Linked DNA regions of Sus scrofa: region 1 is linked to region 2. Evidence: chromatin contacts called from public Hi-C data. All regions are on one chromosome and are shown on one strand. Each heading gives the region's core, a stretch centred on a gene start, on an enhancer-like site or on the middle of the called end of the contact. The rest is flanking DNA. Distances are from core to core; before and after follow the strand shown.

Evidence for each region. Hi-C and Micro-C count contacts between places; a contact is called where the count stands out from the background.
Region 1: a Hi-C map of liver shows a contact between it and region 2, with 1.6 times the contacts expected there. The contact joins two enhancer-like sites. A contact is called at or near these places in 2 of 47 Hi-C or Micro-C datasets (fetal skeletal muscle and liver) and 1 of 2 datasets of contacts at active chromatin or transcription factors (skeletal muscle).

What each region holds. Positions count from the first base shown.
Region 1 is chr1:145,653,312-145,656,822 of Sscrofa11.1, forward strand. All of the region lies in intron 13 of PCSK6 (proprotein convertase subtilisin/kexin type 6), which reads left to right. Among named protein-coding and RNA genes, the nearest start is that of SNRPA1, 52 kb to the right of the region's middle. Within about 2 kb of position 2,105, at least 6 of the 83 cell types and tissues checked have an H3K27ac peak or open chromatin away from gene starts, as enhancers often do. A contact at or near this core is called in liver, where this site is marked.
Region 2 is chr1:145,559,512-145,563,169 of Sscrofa11.1, forward strand. The region is part of intron 2 of PCSK6 (proprotein convertase subtilisin/kexin type 6); the gene reads left to right. Among named protein-coding and RNA genes, the nearest start is that of PCSK6, 53 kb to the left of the region's middle. Within about 2 kb of position 1,275, at least 22 of the 83 cell types and tissues checked have an H3K27ac peak or open chromatin away from gene starts, as enhancers often do. A contact at or near this core is called in liver, where this site is marked.

The DNA.
Region 1 (3,511 bases), core at 855-3,354, 95 kb after region 2:
AGCGTGTTTGCCAAAATGTGCTGAGTAAGCTATAGGGGCCCAGATAAGGTATGAAGCTCAAACCTGAGTCACATTCACACTGAGCTGCCTGAGAGAAGGCAGTGTCTATAGAAGGGGTGGGAGAGGGAGAACAGGCTGCTGGAGTCAGGGTGCGGCATTCAAGCCTGCTTGGGGTGAGCCCAGAGCAAAGTGTCTGGTGGGTGTGATTGAGTTCCAGATGGGTGGCTTTTGGGCCTGGTTCTAGAACCTCTTGGTCTCCTTACCTGCACATGCGTGATGGGAATAATAGTATTGCTTTGTGGGCCTGGGTGAGGTTCAGATATAGGTTTTATGCAAACAAATACTTCATGAGGAATTTTAAGGTTTTAGGATAATGACCTGAAGCATCTAAAGCATCAACACTCTCTCAGTGTTACACTTCCCTGGAACCCATCACATGTCTCTTTTATGTCACTTTCTGTGATTATGTCTTTTTTTTTTTTTTTTTTTTTTTTGTCTTTTTGCCTTTTCTAGGGCCGCTCCTGCAGTATGTGGAGGTTCCCAGGCTAGGGGTCAAATCGGAGCTGTAGCCATCGGCCTACACCAGAGCCACAGCAACACGGGATCCAAGCCGCATCTACACCACAGCTCACGACAATGCCGGATCCCTAACCCACTGAGCAAGGCCAGGGACTGAACCCGCAACCTCATGGTTCCTAGTCGGATTCGTTAACCACTGCGCCATGACGGGAACTCCTCTGTGATTCTGTCTTGTGCTATTATATCGTGCCTTACATCCTAGGTCACTTGAATGGAAGGCAAGGGACCAAAGAAAGCCCAGTTAAGTACATTCTTTTCAAGCTTTACTCATGGTCATCCATGCATTCTACCTTGAATTGTGTGTATAGATTATGGTTTATCCACACATCTCACACCTGGTCCATCATGGGCTCTCCAGGTTGGTTCAGACCGGCTGCCCTTGGGCCTCACCTCTTGCTTGGTGGAGATATCCGGCCCCCTTGACTCCCCAGCTCCCCCAGCCTCCCCTGAGGTGCAGGCTGAGCTAGGACACAACTGCCTATTCCCACACAGGTAGGAGCTGCATTGGCTTTAGGGTGTCAGTCACCCCAAGAGGATGTGGGGAGGCTGGCCCTTTCTCTCCACTTCCAGATGAAGTGTGAAATCCAGGCTTTCCACTGTCAACTTAAAAAAATACACAACCTAATAGTTGAGAGCTGTGTTTTATTTGGCGGGCAAAACTGAGGACTTGAGCCCAGGACTCAGCTGCTCAGGGCTCCAAAGAGGTAAGGGAGAAGCCAGGATATATAGGGGGTTTTGCAACAAAGACCAGGTAGTTGGAACAGCTGAAGATTTCTGTTAATGAAAGAAAATCATCTGATAGCTATCTGAAAATCTATCTCGGCGCACTTAGTGCTTTTCTAGATATGGAAGATCCAAGAGTCTGGGCTCACTGAAATCCTTCCTTTGATGTGCATTTCAGCTATCTGGGGCCAGCATCCTGTGCTTTCTCATCCTGCATCCCCTTGAGGTGCACCGTTGAGAGGTGGCTGTGGTGGCCAAGGGCTTGGCGATGGGCAACCTGTTTCCATCCTAAGTTCCCTCAGGGTTCACTCTTTGCACGGCTATAATATGATGGCTTGATGGCTGCAACATCCTTTGTTTACTGATGTGGCAGCAACATTTCGGTTCACAGCAGCATCTAGCCAACTGCAGGGGCAGGTAACACAGCCTGGGAGTGCACTGGAAGTTTGCCCAGGGAGAACTGGGAAATCAGGTTCATGCCCTTCCCAGATGGCCCCACGAGGTGTATTTGGAAGACTTTCAACCTAGCAACCTGCTGCTTTGTTGTGAAGATGCAGCCAGCTTTGTATTTGTTTCCTATTTCTGGCCTTCCCTCCTGTTCAATCTTGTTGCCCCAGGATAGCACCTCCCAATACAGCTTCAGGCTGTGGGTCTTGCCACAGACCCTTGCTCTCTAGAGAATCTTTCCCAAAGCACCTGTTCAGAAGCAGATTGAATTATGTGCTTCGATAATCCCCAGGAACTACTGGAGAGGGATGGGCCATTACGGGTATCCCACTGAGACCTGGTCCAGTGTGACTCTGCACTGATAGGCAAAGCTTGCCTTTGGAGGTGCAGTGCTCAGCGCTTGGAACACGGAGCATGAGCAGTTGTTGGATGACGGCAGAAATGAAGGTGCCCGCAACAGTGAGCCTTGATTAAATCAAGAACTCATATCATTTGAATCAATTCTGTTTTCAGCTGTGCACACCAAATAAAATGTTTAACAATTGGTTGAAAGAGGAAGAAATTACTCTCTCCTGTGACAATTTTTCCCCTTTTTTCATCATAAAAAATGTCCATGGTTTCTTATTTTCTATTCAGTAGCCCTTTCACACATTTCTTTCTTCCTGAGAGTATAGCTGTTCTATTTTCTTGCTGGTTTTATTGACCACTGTTGAATTGACATATGTTTTGAGCTAATCTTCACTTGCAAAAGAAGAATGGAGATTTTGCAATCTGTGTTCAGTGGCTCAATTTATCTTGTACTGGCAGCTAGAACACAAGTCAGATTTCAAGCACGTGCCTTCTGTGCTGGCTTCCAAGTTTGTCACTAAACTCTCATTTCTGGAATGTGCGATTACAGAGAATCACTCTCAGCCTCCTGGAAAGCAGAAATGAAGGACTTGGGAGGTCTCCAGGCGCCATACCTACGGTTGTCCAAAAGTTCCATTTTTAACCCCATTTGCTTTGAAAGTACTCAGTGTTTCAGTTTGTCTCTGTTGACTGAAAAAAAAAAAAATCAACCTGAAAGTTGAGAGACACATTTTATTCAGCAGACATTCTGAGGACTTAAGCCCAAAATGTAGCTTCTGAGATAGCTCTGAGGGACTGCTCTGAAGAAAAAAGGGAGGAGCCAAAACCCATAGGGGTTTCTGCAACAAAGACCAGGTAGTCAGAACAACAAAAGATTTCTATTAATGAAAGAAAATCAGATATCTCAAGGTAAGGAATTTAGTGCTTTTCTAGGTATGGGAAGATACAAGAATCTGAGCTCACTGAAATCATTCCTCTGATGTGCACTTCCGCTCTCTGGGGCCTGAATCCTGTGCTTTCTCATCCTGCGTCCCCTCAAGGTGCCCCATTGAGAGGTGGCTGCACGTCTGATGGTGTGATGGTGGGCATCCTGTTTCCATCTTGAGTTCCTTCTGGGCTCGCTGTCTGGGCAGCTGTAATGGGATGGCTTGATGGCTGCAGCATCCTTTGTTTACTGATGTGGCAGCAACATTTTTCATATCTCTTTACCTCCCTATTGCTCTTTCCAGGGACCAAAATGGTGGCACCATTCCCCAAAGTGTCCTAGTTCAGGAGAAAAGGGTGATACTGAAACTGACAGCACTAATGGCCTGAACCTAGCCAGTACCCAGATTGGGATTTGAACCCACAGTTTTAAATTAGAATCACTTATCCAGTGTCTGGACTCACTGAGGTTCAGGTTTTTTATGCCTCC
Region 2 (3,658 bases), core at 25-2,524:
ATCGCTTGGATAAGTGACGGAATTTACAACCCATCCGCACCTCCCATGAAAGCTGGTAGAGTGTACATTTGTTAAACAAAACGAAACGAAACACAAGTGAGAGGGAAGATTTAAGACTTCAGCCACACACACGTTTATTAAGCATCTCTTTGCCCTGATCCTGTACCAGCGTCGTGCAGTCCTTTCCCTTCCATTCCTAATCACCTTTCCTTGATGTTTTTATCCACCTTTGAAGAGGGCCGTTTTCTCAAAGGGCTTTGTTGACGAGCCCGCTCCTTGGGAGAACAGCCTGACTGTTCTCAGGGCATGGTATCAGTCACTGGGTTTTTCCAAGGGCTGTCATTTAAGCAAACTGAAAGCATTTGTTTTTAACTTGTTCTTTTGGCCAAAAGTCTGGAGAAGGGTGGATGTTACAGAAGCATCAGCCAATGGCGGAAAGGATTCACACATTTTTTAAAAATTACTTGTTCTGATTATGTTCCAAGCTGGCTTATAGTTCGACATTGCTGCCTGCGTCTTCCAACCCTTGCATTTTAGAATGATGACTCTGGTTCAGCCCTTCCTTTCCCTTCAGTGCTCAGCCAGATTGATGATGGAAACAGGAGGATAAAGATATTATTAGGGAGGCCCTCGGAGGCTCCTTCCTGGGCAATGGGCGGCTTTGGGTTGATGCTTTGTTTTAGTACTTTAACTCTCAGAAGCTGGAAAATGATTTCTGGGACCAGAGTGGGCATTCTGTTTCATAGGATGGGACTTTGTCCCCAGAGTTTAATCAAAGCTCAGGTTTCTTTCCAGCAGTGATGCAACGTTTAAGCCGATCTTTCCATTAACCACAGATGGAATTTTATCTGACAGTTTTGTGTGCTGGAGCCATTCGGAGTGCAAACAAACAAAAAGTTCCTGGCAAATACAAGCACATAGACAGAAAGTGACCACATCGATCTCAGGGTTGATGAACTATGGGATGGGCTGGGGGCAGGATGGGCTGCCTCACAGGGCCTGATGGATTGACCCACGTGGGGACAGGAGAGGTCTGCGGCTGTCTCTTCACGTTTCTGCAGAACCCTGGGGCTAGTGGACTGGCTACTACGAATTGGTAAACAGTTAGAACTTTCCAATATACTTTAAAAGATGATGCTTTATTATTTCACCCCCTGGCACACTCAGCACTTCCACTTAGATGCCTCAAAGATGTCTCAAAGTCACCTCGTCCCAGAGTCGACTGGCCACCCCTGATCACACCTCTGTCACAGAAGCGAGAGTCCTCTCACCTGAACCCCACACTGCCCGGTCACTAGACTGCTGTGGGCACCCTTGGCCAACACCAGTCTGCTCTCCACCATCCTTAGGGATCCGGAAGAACTTCTGGAATGGTGCCAACCACCCCTGGGACTGTCCTGCCCAAGTCCTTGTCCTCCTGGCCTGACCTCCCTGTGGCCCCAGCCACACGGGCCTTTACACTCCTCATTGGATGGCATCTGCTCTCTCCCCCTGCACAGCCTCTGCACAGACTGCCTCCCCTCTGTGACTCTCCCCAACCCTCTGGTCTCAGCCATAGCCCTGCCACCGGAAGCTAGAGCCCTCCGGCTAGCTCGCTTCTCCTAGCAGTATGATGTTAACATTCTGAGTTTGTGAGGTTTCCCTTAGCGCCTGACTTCCCCACCAGACTCCAGGAATGGAGGTGTCGTCAAGGCTGCTTATTAGCCCTCTGCTCTCATCCCAGCGTGATACTCACACACAGGTGGTAGGGCCAGAGCCTGAGCAGCACCCATTCAGAACTGACCACTGCTGGGGAGAACATGACATCTTGAAGGGTTTTGTGGCCACATGGACATCCTCTCCCTGCAGTTCCCAGTGCCTGTGAGAGCTGTCCATTGACAGCTGTCAGCCTTGCTGGACCTCGGGCCCCCCGTATTGTCCTTGTGACATCTCCTGCTGGCCACTTTGGAAGCACTGAGAGCACACAGTGGTGTTGGTGGGAGAAATGAGGGGTTTAGTTTCCTGGGAATCTGGTGAGTGACAGGGATGGGGCTGGTGGGAGTTGCAGCTGGTCCCTAAGGCCAGTGTGAGATAGGGCAGACCACTCAGTTTTCTAGAAACCACGGAGAGGCGGCAGGGAGGCAGAGGAGCTCGTGGTTAGATGCATGCACGCCCACCTTGAGCTGTAAAGCTGTCAAAGGCCAAGGCCGCCTCTCATTTGTTTTTTCTCCCAGTCCAGCAGACTACCTGGTAAATAATAGACAGATGCTTAGTCATTGTGTATTGAAACATCTCAGTGTTCACGGAGTGGGTTCACATCAGCCCGTTGTATCTGTTACCGTTTATTCCTCAACTTCTTTTTCTGTAATGACTTCAGAAGTTTACTGTGGCCTTGGTTAAATTGTGGCAAAAGTCCTAAAGAGGGCTTGAATTCATCACGCCGCATCCTATGTTGATGTCCTTGACAGAAGGTGACTGGTGACTGGGGAGCAGGTTGTCTATGAGCAGAAGCAGGTGATCCTCAAGGGGGACAGGGTGCTTCCTTTCCTTTCAGTCGGAGTAAGAACTCACTCCGGAGTGAATGAAGAGAACTAATGTCCTCAAGTCCGCTCACCCTACTGTTTCCCAACATTAGCAGAAGCAGCAGTGCCGTCTCTCACCAGCGTTAAGGGTCACCTTTTGGCCCATGCAGTTCAGCTTGGAGGAACTTGGACCCTGCTGTTCCAGTTGTGGCTGCAGGCGAGGAAGGGAAGACAAGGCTGGTCCCCGGTTGCCTCTGTGACATGGGCGGAGGATTTCAAGGCTGAGTTAGAATAGCTTTTATTTTTTGGCTCATCTTCCTTTTCCTTTCCTCTTCTACTGCCCTGGCTTGTGGGTTTCCATGGCAGCCCAGCATCTCCCACCCCACCCGAGGCGGTATCCTCAGATGGGCTTGCCAGGTTCTAGTGAGTCTGTTTAACCACCACTCCCTTGTGGACCTGGTGCCCTCTGCCCCCGGGAAGGTGAGTGCAAGAGTATCAGCTCCTCATGTGGAGCGCCCTGACCCACTCTCCACCTCCCTGAGCCTGGCTAAGTCCCATGCTTCTTAACCATTTTGGAATCACAGGCCCCTCTGAAAAGCTGATGAAAGCCTTGGACATTCCCTCCCTCCAGAGAAGATAAGAGAGAAAAGAAATCATATGCTCCTGTCCAGTCTGCATACTGCTTCTGGGGGTTCCTGGGACTTAAGCCTTTCCATCCTCCAGGGGCCCTGGGCCCTGGGCAAGAAGCCCCCAGCTTGGCTACCACTCATTTCCTGTGTGCATTAACCATTGCCTCTCCTGAGAGGACCAGCTTGCAAACTCTAGGGTGACGTGCCCTTATCAGGGGATACTGTTTTTCTTTCTTTGAATCCTTACTCAGTGAATTAGCTTCTCACCTCTCTTCAGCTGGTGGAAAGTTGAGCCAACACACGTTGGGGTAAGGTGTTGAGAGCAGCCCCTGTTGGCGGGACTCCAGATGTAGGCATCACAGGCTGCTGAGTACAGGTGCTCAGGAATGAGCTCATCTGGGAGTTCCCGTGGTGGCGCAGTGGTTAACGAATCCGACTAGGAACCATGAGGTTGCGGGTTCGATCCCTGCCCTTGCTCAGTGGGTTAAAGATCCGGCGTTGCCGTGAGCTGTGGTGTAGGTCGCAGAC